Regions from separate parts of the Mus musculus genome. Here region 2 is linked to region 1. A link is a contact called in public promoter capture Hi-C data. All regions are on one chromosome and are shown on one strand. The core of a region is the stretch at or near the end of the contact, and the rest is flanking DNA. Distances in the headings are between cores, read along the strand shown. Region 1 holds the start of Col16a1 (collagen, type XVI, alpha 1). Region 2 holds the start of Ptpru (protein tyrosine phosphatase, receptor type, U).

The links. Promoter capture Hi-C pulls out the DNA fragments that hold promoters and counts their contacts.
Region 2: a promoter capture Hi-C map of liver shows a contact between it and region 1, with 4 times the contacts expected there. The contact joins the promoter of Ptpru here to the promoter of Col16a1 in region 1. A contact is called at or near these places in 2 of 39 promoter capture datasets (both in liver).

Annotation. Positions count from the first base shown.
Region 1 is chr4:130,044,703-130,051,853 of GRCm38.p6, forward strand. Col16a1 (collagen, type XVI, alpha 1) reads left to right here and starts at 3,138. Exons shown (of 70, transcript NM_028266.5): 1 at 3,138-3,381; 2 at 4,931-5,037; 3 at 6,953-7,027; 4 at 7,115-7,151. The coding sequence starts at 4,965. It overlaps Gm12963 (a long non-coding RNA gene), which reads right to left and starts at 3,720. Exons shown (of 6, transcript XR_003955360.1): 1 at 3,706-3,720; 2 at 2,960-3,224.
Region 2 is chr4:131,834,331-131,841,481 of GRCm38.p6, forward strand. It overlaps Ptpru (protein tyrosine phosphatase, receptor type, U), which reads right to left and starts at 3,948. Exons shown (of 31, transcript NM_001083119.2): 1 at 3,754-3,948. The coding sequence starts at 3,826.

The DNA.
Region 1 (7,151 bases), core at 1,888-4,387:
GGGAAGGGAGTCTAGTCTTGTGTATGAAACGACTCTGCTTCCAGACTAGCCTTCCAAGCCCTTTAAAAAAAACAAAACAACAACAAAAAAAAACCTTTGAGATAAGTTCTGGCCTTGAACTGGAAACCTTTCTTCATCACACTCCTGGGTAACTGGGGATTACAGGCATATACTACTCCGCCTGACACCATATATATTCTGAGAAGATATACCTCTTTGGGTTTGGATATATCCAGGAATCTAATTCTGTGTATGAGTGTATGTGTGTGTGTGTGGGGGGGTCACATCTGTCTGTGTGTTCAGGTCTGTATGAACATGAGTGTGTCTAGATGCATGTGCAAGTGAGCACACACAGGGGCTGTGCACACGTGTCACAGTGAAGAGCTCTGTGTGTTATAGCTCTACACTGTGATGACGGGCCCAGTCAGAGGGGTGCTTCCTGGGTTTGGTTGTTCTTTTTGTGATTGTTTTGGTTTTTTTACGTTTTTGGTTTGTTGCTTGTTGTTTTGTTTTGTTTTGCTTTTTGACACAGGGTTTCTCTGTGTAGCCTTGGCTGTCCTGGAACTTGCTCTGTAGAGCAGGCTGGCCTCGAACTCACAGAGATGCCCTGCCTCTGCCTCCGAGTGTTGGGATTAGAGGTGTGCACCACCACTGCCTGGGTGGTTTGGTTGTTCTTATGAGCACCTCTGGGATGCTAATAGGAAAGTCTCAGGACATCACTCTCTCAGGTTCCTGCATCTTCGACTCTGAGAGCTGCAGAGCGGGGCACGAGTGGGTGAAGGCTGGGCATGGCCAGGATGGCACAGGGTGTGGTCATTTCTGCTGCTTAGGTTTGCTGGCCATGGTCTCCACTCTACCACCAACGGGTTATGTGATGCTAGGCAACTTGTTCCTGTACTCTGGATTTTCCTCCAGCAAAGGTGGAGGTGAAGTGTGAGCACTGCCCCCTGTTGTGTCCTGTAAACCTGACTAGTGGATGTTCCTTCCTTTTCCTGCTCTAAGCTGGGCAGTACTCCATTCGCAACCCCGACTGTGCCTGCCCAGCCCTCCTGACAGAGCTTCTGAAAGCCCCACCTCCTGCACTTCCTGCCTGCTGAGCTCAGCGCCTCGCAGGCCGCACCACTGCCACCACACATCTGGGCCCAGGCTCCGTGAGGGGACCACAGTGGGGCGCCTCCATGGCGTAGCAGCGTGGTTAGGTTTCCGCTGACTCAGGGATGGAGGTGGGAAATCCCGGGCCTGTCATGGCTCCGCCTGGGTTAGATGGGGCCACAGGTCTACAGCTTTAACCACCCTACTCCGACCGGAAGCCATCCTTGGGATGGAGGGTCTTAAGTCGCTTCCTTTCTAACCCCAACATATACCCTACAGCCGCTTCGCTTCCTTTTCTGAGGTTCATCCAAACTCAACTGTTTTTGCCTCTTTAGACCCTGTATATAAAGAAAACCTCCCTGTCCCTTAATGCCCACCCCCACTCCCTACAGACCCTGTCCTCTGCTAAGGATCCCAATAATGAAAATCGCAGCAAATATCTCTCCTCTTACGTGCCAGAGCACGGCTAAGCATTCTCACAGATGTTAATGAGTTTCCTTTAACAAAGCTACACGGGCAGCTGCAGGCATCTCATCTCACAGATGTGCAAATGGAATTAGAGATAAAAAGTAGATTTGAACCAGGCCTGCTGGGCACCGACTACCCAGGAGGCTGAGGCTAGAGGGTTGAAAGATCTAGGCTTGGCTGGGTGTGCTGGTGTGCATCATTAGTCCCAGCGTTCTCTAAGCAAGGGGGAATCTCTGTGAGTTCAAGGCCAGCCTGGTCTGCAAAGGGAGTTCCAAGACAGCCAGGGCTACATAGTGAGAACCTATCTTAAAAATAGAAAGTTCTAGGTTTGCTTCTGTCCCAGACCAGCTCAAGGCCAGCCTGAGCAACAGAGCGGTTTGGGTTTTTCGTTTGGTTGTTTTTTTTGTTTGTTTATTTGTTTGTTTTTGAGACAGGGTTTCTCTGTGTAGCCCTGGCTGTCCTGGAACTCACTTTGTAGAGTAGGCTGTCCTCAACTCACAGAGATCCACCTGCTTCTGCCTCCTGAGTGATGAGATTAAAGGCAACAGGCTGCCACCACCAAGCATGTGTGTGTACACCTGCACAAATTTACACATCACACACACACACACACACACACACACACACACACACACATACCACTATACCACCAAGGGGGGGGAGCATTAGCCTAGAATATGCAAACTCTAGGCTCAATATCCAGTTAAAAAGAGAACAAAACCAAGTTTGAGGGCCATGGAGATGGCTTAGCAGGTAAATGTGCTGGCCACCAAGACTGACCACCTTAGCGGGATTCCCCCAGAACCCCTATTGTGAAAGGAGATAGCTAACTCCATCAATTGTTCTCTGGCGTCCACACATACAACATGGCATTTACAACTATGCCTGTGTACACGTTCCGCACATACACATACAAAATAAATTAATTTAAAAAAAAGTCTTCTTAAAGCAGGGAGCAGGGAGGGGGCAGGGGGTAGGGATCTGAGTCTTTCCAACCTTCTGGAGTCCAAGAGGACTCCCTGACCCTACTTCTGTAGAAATGGGGACAGAGCAGAAGGAGTTAATTTAGCACAGGGTTGGGGAGTGGTGCTCTATCCCCTCCTCCCAGTGCAAGCAGAGGTTCTACAGCCTAGGAATGCTAGGCCCAGGCACTGGAAAAAGCTGACCACCGAGGCTTGGTCAGCAGCCACGTCGCGGGTTCCACGACTATGGAGGAGGGGTCTCTAGTCTTCTCCAGCTTTCTGGGGTCTCAGCCAAGGAAATTAGGGGGGGCACTAAGGAGGTCCCGGGCGCGCCTAGCCTGGCCTCCCTCCCGCCAGCCAGCCAGCCGCAGGCGCCCCTTCCAGGGCAGCTCTGGGCACGCAGGGTCCCGCCTTGCTCCGCTCACCCGCAGGCTCACCTGGCTGGGGAAGCGGGACGGGCGGGCCCGGGCGCAGGGCCAGGCCAGGAGCGCGGCGGTGCAGGCCAATGGCCAGTGCCTCCGCAGCCGCCGAACCCTCGCGGTCTCCCTCCTCCTCCAGCCTGGCGGGCCGGCCCAGCTGTGTTCCATTAGCCTCTTGGCAGGCCCCCAGCCCCCTGGAACCGCCCTCTTCCCTCTCCAGGAGCGGCCGGCAGTTCCTGCAAGCAGGCGTGTGAGTGTGCGCGCACGCTGCGCTGCACTCAGTCTAGAGAACTCAGGACGTGGAAAAGCTGGGGTCAGCGCAGACTGGCAGGGAGAGATCGAGGATCCTCCTGTGGGCCGTGGACCCCTGGCCCTGCTTCCCATAGCTGGCAGCCTTAGGGCTGCCAGGATTGCTCAGTGAAGGGCTCCGCGGGCCGTTGGTAAGTGGGCCAGCACTGGGCTGCTTCTCCCTCTGAGCTGAAAGGGCATATTCTGCTACTGACTCGCTATGTGACCTGGGGCAAGTGGCTAGCCCTCTCTGAGGGCCTCAGTGCTCTTTTTCTGCCGTGGGGTGATCTGGAAACTCCATGCTGGTCCTGCTGTCTCTGCCTCCATCTGTGTCTGTGTTGAGGGGGGCGGGGTCTCCTTGGAAGCATCTCTCTAGCTCATCCCTACAAGCCCTTCACTCAATCTGAGGCCTGGGAGTAGGAGCCAGAGTGGTGAACATGTTGAGCCCATCTCTATGTTCACGCCTCCACATGCACCCACATGCTGCTCATAGTCGGCTACCTTTCCACTGGCTGTCAGGAAGGGAAGGTCAGGCTGGGGTTGGAGAGTGGGGGGGATGCACACCCCTAGGATGGGAGATGACTGAGGTGGGGGCACAGATCCATCCCAAGAGTCCAGCCTCATATATATATATATATATACACACACACACACACACACACACACACACACACACACACACACGCATGCGTGAAGGCATCCTTTATTCTGTATCCAGCAATAAGGGAGATAAGTAAGCATGGCACCGTACAAAATCTGACTTGCCTAAGAAAGTACCAACAGAAGAGCCTCCTGGAGGGTGCTCATAGTCTGGCTCTGGACAGGAGCATGTATGTAAACTGGGCTTATCAGTTCTCATGTCTCTTAGCTCGCTTGCCTGCAGCTAGGTTTGATTGCACAGTCCCGGCACCTATGTGCCTATAAGCCTATGTGTATTGTATTGATACACATGGCTTTGTGTGCTCATGATCTGCCTGTCCTAGAAGGGGCCAGATGATATATGACTCTGCTGGCCACTTGCTGAGCCTGCATTGATTTATCTGGGCCCATCCATCAGGGTTTAATAAAACAAAAAGACGAGCATCCATCAGCGGGAGAGGTTGGCAACGGGGTCCTGAGCCCTGGTGACCTGCTCTCCTGCCCCTGTACACACAAGGGGAAGCTTTCTTGGCTCATACACAGCCCTGTGATCTCTGCCAAGAGACTCAGTCCAGTCTTCAGCCCCTGACCTTGTAGGTGCCTGGCAGGGCTAACCTGGGCTCAGCTGAGCACAGCTCTCCAGGTACTGGGCCACTATGCACCAGTGCAGAACACAGCCCTGGGATTCGTGAAACATTTTTGATAAATTGCCTCTGCTCATGGCCCCTTGCTTTCTCTGCCTCTGTGATCTTTTAGAACCCTCTAGACCTCTCCTCAACCCAGCGGCAAGCTCATGACATAGCAGAAGCTGTCTGGGCCTTGCTTCTGTGCTTCAGCTAGGCTTGTGCTCGGGCTGGTGAGTGTCTAGGGCATACCGGTGGTTAAATATTTTCTTTATTACTACTGCCCAGATTCTCACCCCAGGCTTGTGTGGGGCCTCTAAGAGGAACTGACACCAAGCCCTTATCCCTGCAGTCCCTGGTACATGGGTCCCAAGAAGGCTGTCACTTACCCACACTTTTGGGCACTCTGAAGCCCACCCCCCATGTCTCTGGTTGTCAGGTGCCGAGGCTGCAGCTGATCTCTCTGGACCAGCATGTTGACATCCTGGGCTCCCGGCCTGTGGGTGCTCGGGCTCTGGGCCACCTTCAGCCATGGGACAAATATAGGTGAGCTGACACAGGCCTACATCTGACTCCCTGAGATGGTCTTTGCACATACGTGACCATGTATATCTCAGCCATTTGGCATTTATGGGCAAGTGTAGAGGCAGAGCTCAGGTTAGCTCAGGCGGTGTTTACGTACATGAGCCTGTGTGAGTGAGCTGGTGTGTGTGTGTGTGTGTGTGTGTGTGTGTGTCTTGTCTCTGTGTGTCTCTGGTTTTGCAACTTGAGAAGCTCAGTACATGCATCTGTATGTATTCCTGGATCTCTGGGCAGTGGGGAGGAAACAGGCTCCCTCTGAGGCGCATCTTTACATTTCTTGCTGTCTAGCGAGAGGGGAAAGAGCAGAGAACCACACTCTCCCTCCAAAAGGCAACACTTCCGGAAAGCTGCCCAGCCCCTCTGTTCCCTCTCATGGTCAGGACTCCATCCTCCAGGCATAGGCTCCTCCTTTGCACCAGCCTGGATCTCTGATGACTGCCCACCCCATGGCTCAGCCTCTGGACAGGGAGAGGGTGCAGCTTTCCAGGGCTCAAAGCCAAGGGAAATTGACCAGGCAGTCTGCCTGGCCTTGCTGGGTGCCCTCTGGGCTTGGTAGCTGCATCACCTATCCAGGAAGGAGCCATACTCCTAGGGCCCAAGTCCAGGCATCTGGGGTGTGTGAGACTGCTATTGTATGCACATGTATGTGTGCACACCATGTATATGTGTACATGTGCGTGTGTGTGTGTGTGTGTGTGTGTGCGTGCGCACGCATGCGCACACATGCACATGTGTTTCTGTGTGTGTATTGAGAGTTTTTCCCTCCTTTCCCTCACTGGGTCCCTTAGAGGGCCTGGGGCAGAGGATTTCAACATCTGTAAGGAATCTGGGCCCATTGCCAAGGGTGAGTCACCCATTGCCTGGGAGATGCTGAAGACAGTGATGGTCTTTCCGGCCAGACTTGGGGGTGGAGATTCCAGTGGGTCACTGTGCCCAGGGACACAGAGCTCTATCTTTCAGCTAGGCTGGGCAGAGGGTTGGCTATCTACTGGAAGGAAGGTGATCTGACTGGCTTGGCCTGGCTTTCCCATCAGCTTTTCTGGGAGGGCCGTTTGATCTTAGCCCCTATCTGTTTGATGTAGCACCTCCCATCAACGTTTCTGGTCCCAGGAAGAGGGACACAGCCTCAGGGAAAAGGAGGCTCATAGCCACTAACCTCTCCCTTTGGGACTTTAGACTTGTGCCCTTGTCTAAAAGCTGATAGTGCTTTAATAAGTCTTGTCTGGAGCCTAAGGCGTGATGATGCCCGTGAGCTTGTGGTCCTCTCAGCCTCTTTCTTTTTGTTGTGTCACTGGCTGGGTATGCAGGGGAAAAGCCATTGGATTTTCTACTTTGAATATGGGGCGTAGAACACCACCCATTGCCCAGGACACATGTGACATTGCACGTGGCAGCCCTGTGGGCATGGGATGCATAGCTCATGCGTGTATAGTCATGTATACACCGCTGCATGTAACACCAAGGGTGCACAAAGCTCATTTCTTCTGTTCCTTAGGAATAACACTAGAAAGAACATGAGCACGCTCCTCACTGCCTGGGCTCTGACCCACCTAGCATTTCTTGTTTCTTTCACTCCCTGTCATAGTCCCAGCCCCAGCTGGGGTTGTTGGGAGACTGGGGTCTCCGGACTCTGGTCCTGTTCTGCTGTTGATTCACTCAGCAGCTTTGGGACAGATCCCAGATCTCAGCCCTCCCTGCTATGTGCTGGGTTCTCCCTGCGCAGCCAGGTCAGAGGCCAAGCTTGAGCACAGCATTAAGGCAGACTAGGTTAAAGGTCCCGAAGAAAGACTATGGACATGTCCCCTCCTGAGAATTCCCGGAGCTCTGCTGGGCAGTCGCCCTCCTGAGTTCCTAATGCTCCGGGCCAACTCTGTCCCAGGTGAGCGGTGCCCAACTTCACAGCAAGAAGGACTCAAGCTAGAACACAGTAGTGACCCATCAACCAACGTGACTGGTGAGTGCAGCCTCCGCCAGCCCTTACCCACTTCCTGGAGTAGCCTGTGCTTCTCCTCAGCTGTGCTTCTCCTCTGGTGTCCCAAAGGCTTCAACCTAATCCGCCGACTGAACCTCATGAAGAC
Region 2 (7,151 bases), core at 2,698-5,197, 1.8 Mb after region 1:
GGGCCGTCCTGCAAGAGCCCTCTCCCTTCAGTCTCTGTCAGGGACTCAACCTAGTTAACTCACAGCTCCCAGATGACACTTTCCGGACACAGCCTTTTCACAACATAACACCATCCACAGACAGAATATTCCAGATTCTTACCGAGGAAAAAAATCCTCTTCCCTTCTGCCTTCAATGGAGTCACTGCGCCCCCATCTGGCATCTCCAGCTCTGAATTGACCCATTTGACTCCATTCATTCATTCACTCATTCATTCTTCTTTTTAATATGAAAAGTTGTCCTGTCTAGCGTGGAAATCGCCATACAACTCAGGTTGACCTCAAACTTGCAATCAATCCTCCTGCCTCAGCGCCTCCTCATCTCAGTGCTTAGGTTACAGGACTGAACTATATCAGTCTGCTTCATTCATTCCTGTATGTCACAGCCATTTACTTGGACTAGAAGGCTCAGACTTTGTGCCTGGCGCTAAGTATCTGAAGGCGCACGGAGACTTTCCTCCCAGAGTTCCTGATCTCATAAGGGTGGCAGGACCAAGAGACTATAATTATAAGATTATATAAAAACCTAATCAGCTCCTCCCTTCCCTCTCTTGAACTCAAACAGAGAAAAACCAAGGAAGGCTTCAAGGAAGAAGTGATTTCTAAGCTGAGAGACAAACTGGAGGCTCACATAGGAAATTGTGGAATCACAGAGTCCTGGAGAGAAAGAAAACAGTTTGTACAAGGTGCAGAGAAGAGATCGTGGGTTGTGGATACTTAGGGACCACTGGTAGATAAAGCTAGCCAGAGCGTAGGATCCCAGAAGATGAGGTGGGCCAGGCAGGGGCTAGACTTCTGACGGAGCTGAGAAGGAAAGACTTTTAACTCTGAAAGTAACAAGGAGCTTTGATGAGGATTTGAAGAGGGGTTTAAAACGTGCGTTTTAGGAAGAACTCTGACACAGTGGAAGGAAGAGGCTGCTGCCTTCCTGCAGGTGGACCACTGGGGAGGGAGAAAAGGAGAGATAGAGGAAGCATAGGATACTTCAAGACACAACGGGAAGGCACAAAGCCCCTCCTGTCCTGCTCTGGCTGACCTAGCTGGGTGCCACAAGCCCAGCTGGGGCCAGCCTGAAGGATAGCAGCATGCCTCCAGCAAACAGGGTACACAGCTCTGGACCACCGATGCCACCAGACATAAGCAGGAGGCAGCATAGGATCCAGGCTCCCCTCCTGGCTTCCTGTCTAGCCCCCCTTTTCAGCCCCAGAGAGAAGGCTGCCTTGACAAGCCCTTGTTGCCTAACCTGAAACCACAGGGCACCTCTCCCTCATTCCTGCTGCCCAATAACTCCAGCGACCAAAAGGACAGACCGATCCAGAGCACAGTGGGATAATTGCTGCCAGGTGTGCACGTCTGGGAGTCACCCCACACAGACCCCCACTGGGTGACTAAGGAAGTAGGCAGGGGACTGGATCCACTCCCTAGACTGAGGACAGAGGGCTGCCACCTCCCATCTGCCTAGAGCTTCTCTAATACTAAAAGTTTCAAAGGTGACAGGAACTTGAGAAGTAATGTGACTTACCCAAGGTCACACACAACAAGTAGCCGAGACAGAATTTGAGCCCGTGTTGCCCCCTCCCCCCCCCCCACACACACTTCAAATTAGCCCCTAGGGTTTTGCCACACACACACCCCCAACCCATCTTCTCCTCAGCTTCTCAGTAGGGGACTTAACATTCTACCAAGTATCACACGCGGTCATTATTAAGACCATGAAGCACACGGAGAAACTGAGGCTCAAGAATGAGAACAACCTGCAGCAGTTCTCACTCTCAAACCTTGATCCTGACAGTCTACTACCAGGGCAATTGATGATCGTGTGTATTCTCAAATCAAGGTGATCGAGTGAGGGAATGAAAAGGGTTCTATCTTAAAGATCCCGGGCGCCCCGCGGCCCTGAGAAAGGTCTAAGAGGCAGGTTGCCTGGATCACCCTCTCTGATACCAGGAGGTCAAAACTGAAGCTGAGCAGTACAACCCCAAAGCTGCAGGGCAAGACCAGGACAGCTCCCGAGACGCCCCAGCGGGGGCGGGGCGGTGAACGAGATCCCCGGAGGCCAGTTGTCTGGGGCAGGCAGGCGACCTGGAGTCTCTCCCTGGGCCCAAGGCGGCAGCGCGTGTCTCGGCTCTGCTTCCACCCGGGGCGACTCCCAGCTACCTCACGCCGGTGGCGGGAGCCAGGGGAGGAGGAAACCCTGGAAGAGGACCGGCACACGCCCGCCAGAGGGGCCGAGGCCTGAGGTCCAGGCCTCAGGAAAGGACGGTGGACCACGCGCGCGCACACACAGAAGCACACTGACACTCCATTCACAGAGCACACGATGCGATGCGCTCGCGGTCGCACAGACAGTCACTGGACACACACTCAGACATGGGAATGCACACACACACACACACACACACGCACGCACGCACACGCACACACCCTCCATAGGACACCAGGCTCCAAAGCACACTCAAGCACGGGATCTCACCGCAGGCCGAGGGGGAGGCCCATGCACACATTCACACACACACACACACGCACACACGCACACACGCACACACACACAACACACACACGTCCGCACGCGCGTGCCCGACTGGCCGGGAGGCCGCACAAAGTTGCAAAGCAGACGCAGGCAGCGTCCCCGGGGACCGCGGCGTCCCCAACGCCTCTGACGAGCTACGATGGGGACGCTGTCCCGAGGCCTCCAGCCAGGCCCTGCGGGGGCCCCGACGCCGCAGCCCCGCCCGCAACCGGGTGCGCCCCACGGCCCTCCCCATCCCGGGCGCCCCGCGGCCCTGGCGCCTCCTCGGATCAGCCGCCAGCCAGCGCCGCTCGGAACTTGCGAAACAACAAACCGCCCGAAATGTCGGAGTCGGCGGCTACAGCCACGTCTCTCCCCGTTCCTTCCCTCGCCAGCCGCAGGGCCGCCCCAGCCTCCGGGGGACGCCGCCGCGACAACTTGTTCCGGCCGGGTGCGCCACGCACACGCGCGCGCGCGATCACACATACACTCACATATGCACACACACATGCACACACACCCTCGGGTCCCGGCCACACTCGACCACGGCCTAGGAGCACCCCAAGCTCGCAGCGTCCCTAGCCACGAAACCATCGCTCACCGACACACTCACATCCACTCCAGACACGCTCCCCCATACGTATTCCCCGCATCCCTGACATTCACACGGACCCACACAGCATCGTACACCCCAAATACTCCCACAGGGTCACTCGTGGGCACAGAGCTCACACAGGTTCCGACCCGGTTCCCACGACTGCACACACACACACACACACACACACCACACACACTCGGGCCCACACTTGGGCACAATCCACCGAGTCCTCACAGCACAGGCATAAACAAACACGCGGGTTTTCAAACGCACCAGCAACAAACAGTACTCCCGCCTAGGGAATACAAAAAAAAAAGCCAACAAATGCAACACAGGATCAGACGCAACTCTAGCCAAGCCACTGAAACTCAGATACACAACCCACTTGGCAGCGTGGACAAACATGAGCCAGCGCACACCCGGTGCTCCACGCAGGCGACACTCACACCAGCACACTCGCATCCGCGGTACACACTCAACCTCAGTTTGCACACAAACTACAGACACAGCGGCCACAGAAGCTTGGAGCACTCCGACACCAGCGACAAGCCATCCCCGGCCCCCCGGGCACTCGCGGGATAAGCTTGGAGGGACCGCGCGCGCTTACCTGCGGGAGTCTCGGTCTCAGGCGCGCAGAACTGGAAGGTGAGCGCCAGGACCAGAGCCTGAGCCCGGGCCATGGCCGCCGCCTAGGTCCTGGAGACCCGCAGCTGGGGAGGCGACGCCTCCGGAGCCCGACCGGGAGCCCAAGGCGAGCGGGAGCCGTAGTGGAGCAGTGCCGCGCGGAGCGGGACTGGCGCCGAGTCCAGAGCGGGAGCCCGAACGAGCGGGGCGCTGACGTCAGGCCCCCGGGCGCGAGTTCCGCGGTCTCGAGGCGTCCCCTGCTGGTGGTGTCGCGCGCTGCGGCCCGGTTCCCTGGGCCCGCCGGCCTTGGCGTGCCCATCCCCCACTCTCGCACCCCGTCGACAAGATCCATCGGCCGGTGCCGGTGTTCAGGTCGGCACTCTCAACGCATCCGTTGCCCACGGCTGAGACTGTAACCCAGGAACCCTTGGCTCCTCTGTTCCCTCAGTTGCTTAAGTTTTTCCTACCTTGACTACTCTGAACATAAACTCCCAGCTCCCTCCAATGACAGAGCACTCTTCATCTACCTGAAACGTTGTTGGGCCTTTGGAATGTTGCCGTTTACTTTCAGTAATATGAAATTCACTTCTCTCTTACTGACGCTCGTGCCTCTACAGTAGCCTCCGGCTACTCGGAGTAAGTAGATTTGGAACTCTGCCCCGTCCAAGTTTTTGCACAACCACCAGCATAGTTGTCAGTGGCTACTTAAGACCAGGTGCCATGTGTGCCTCTCTCTGGGACTCTGTTCATCTTCACTATTGCCCTAGGGGACACACACCATTCTAATGCCATTACACAGTTGAGAAAGTTGAGATCATAGAGCGTGACTTTTTCAAGATTATGTGTCAGTATGAGGCGACACCAAGATCTGAATCAAGGTTGTCTGGTTCGAAATGTGTAAACAAACGAACAAAAACCGACTCACATCTGGAAACCCATTTGCTTCTCAAATACTGAATAGATATGGGCTTGTTGGTTCAGTGATGACTGTAGACTACCGAGGAGATTAAAAAACAAAGGCTTGATCTCCGGGAGCTAGAGAGACGGCTCAGTGGTTAGGTGCGTGCACGCGGCTCTTGCAAAGGGCTCAGGATGGATCCCCAGCACCCTTGTCCAACCACCTGTAACTGCGCATCAGACCAGCACTTCTGGCCGTGTATATTTATAAAATATAAAATTATATTTTAAATATAATTTAAATATTTTTTAAAATCCCCACCCTCATGAAGCTTACATTCAGGAGGAAGATGCAGGAGAGGGTGGGGGGGGGGGTTGGAACCTACAGTAGGGAAAGTGGATCGCTGCACTTCTAAACAGACTGCCTGCTATGTGATGGACTTGGTATATATCCCCCATGTTTAGAATGTGTGTCCCCCTAGGGAAGCTTTTTCCCCCGGGGCCTGGTATCCCGCATACTCGATGAGTAATGAATGAGCGGGTAACTGATAGATGAGTACTTACAGAGAGGGCCCTTGCTCTCACGAAGACTTCATGCCGCAGATAAATAAATACATATGGAACTTCAGTCTGAGGCATGCGCCCTCAAGGAAATGAAGCTCTTGCAACAAGGAACACTAAAAGATGGGGGGGGGGGGTCGGGTCACGCTTCAGAAAAGACAGTCCAAGACAGACGCCTTTGCCAAGGATGTGACCCCATGCCACGTGATCTTAGACCTGACGTGTGAGGAGCCAGCCTCAAGCACACCAATGGGAAGGAATGCTGCAGCCAGCCAGACCAATGGGAAGGAACGCTGCAGCCAGCCAGACCAATGGGAAGGAACGCTGCAGCCAGCCCGAAGCGCGAGCCTTGGTCTAAGAGGGAGCCCGAATGGAAGGGTGAAGAGGAACGGCAGGTGCAACTGGAAAAGTTGCCAGGGCCTGCAGACCACACAGAAAGCCGAATACGGAAGACATTTTGAGTCAATAAACACTAAGAAAATGATCAGCCGCTGGAGAGTCTTGAGTTTTGGTTTATTACTTTCATTCCCCCCAACAACTAATGGGCAGAGATGTTGAAGGAACTCATTTAAGTACAGGTCTTGGCGTCTGTAAGGCCTCCCTATTTCTTGTCTCTTCCCTCAGTTGGCTCACACTGAGAAGCTACCCTGAGGCTAGAAAAGGAAGAACTGAGCATCCCTGGTCTCCTTGGGTCCTCAAACTGCTGCTCAAGGAAGCAAAGACACAGCTCTCGAGGACCCGAGCATTAAACTGAGAGTCACCATGAGACAGAGGTAGAGGAAGGAAAAGTGATGGGCAAGACAGAAAGACATGCTGAAACAGAGAGAGATCTGGCAACCCGGAGCCGGCTGTGCGTTGGAGGGGGGGAGAACTGAAGTTTTGGGGTTTTGGTTTTTGTTTGGTTTTTGTTGTTGTTGTTTGCTCTTTTTATTAATCTCAAGTTTTGAGGTATGGACACTGAGAATCAGAGAGCATGATGTATTTGCGCAAGGTCACTCAGTCAGTCCATAAAGGTGTCAGGATTTGAACTCAAATCTGATCGGTTCCACGTTCTCTTGCTCCTTGGTCAGAGGACAGCCTCAGAGACTACGGTGAATGTGGTGTGCCAGTGTTAGCAACAGGTAAACAGAGGAAGAGAACATTGTTCCCCTTTGCTTTAAAAAGGGCCACAAACTTCAACAATCCTTGCAAGATAGAGAAAAGCCCTGGCTTGGAGTGGCTGCCCCAAATCTAGGGAGAAGGATAGGGTACCACAGTCAGTGCCAGGTCAGGAAGAAATTCAATTACCTGCAACTCATGGAATATTTATGATGCCTATCCTGTGTTAGGCCCCATATTGAGTGCTGGCATCCCGGAGATGAAATTTTGCCTGGAGGGGGAAGTGGACATATAAATAACTACAAGATAGTATCCTAAAGGCCATAACATTAGCCCAGAGAAATTACAAAGGCATTGGGGTTTGCTCAATAGAACAATATGTGAACCTGGAATTCCCCTGGAAGGTTAGACAGGAAAATTCATTTCAGTCGATCGAAACCTGAATAAAAGCGTAAGACAAGGAAGAGCTGGTGAGGGCGGAGTTGGGTGTAGTTGGGTCGCTGGCTATGTACAGTGCAAAAGATAAAGCCAGAAAGAGGGTAGGCATCAAAGTGCATATGGTCTTGAATGCAAAGCTAAGGCCAATAGGCTTAAACCCCTTCACCGGTTGTTCTCAAACTGTGTGACTGCCAGATGGCCTAGACCAAAGGGAAAGGTGAAAGGGTGTGGAGGGAGATGAAATCCAGCCTTAAGGAGGAAAACTTTCCAGCCTGATTCTCCAGACTTTCCTAGTTGGCTGCCTGGGGAGGAGGAGGAGCCAGTGGGCGGTGGGGGTGAGGGGATAAAGAGGAACATCCCAGTGTCACCTAGAGGATGCAGCAGAGG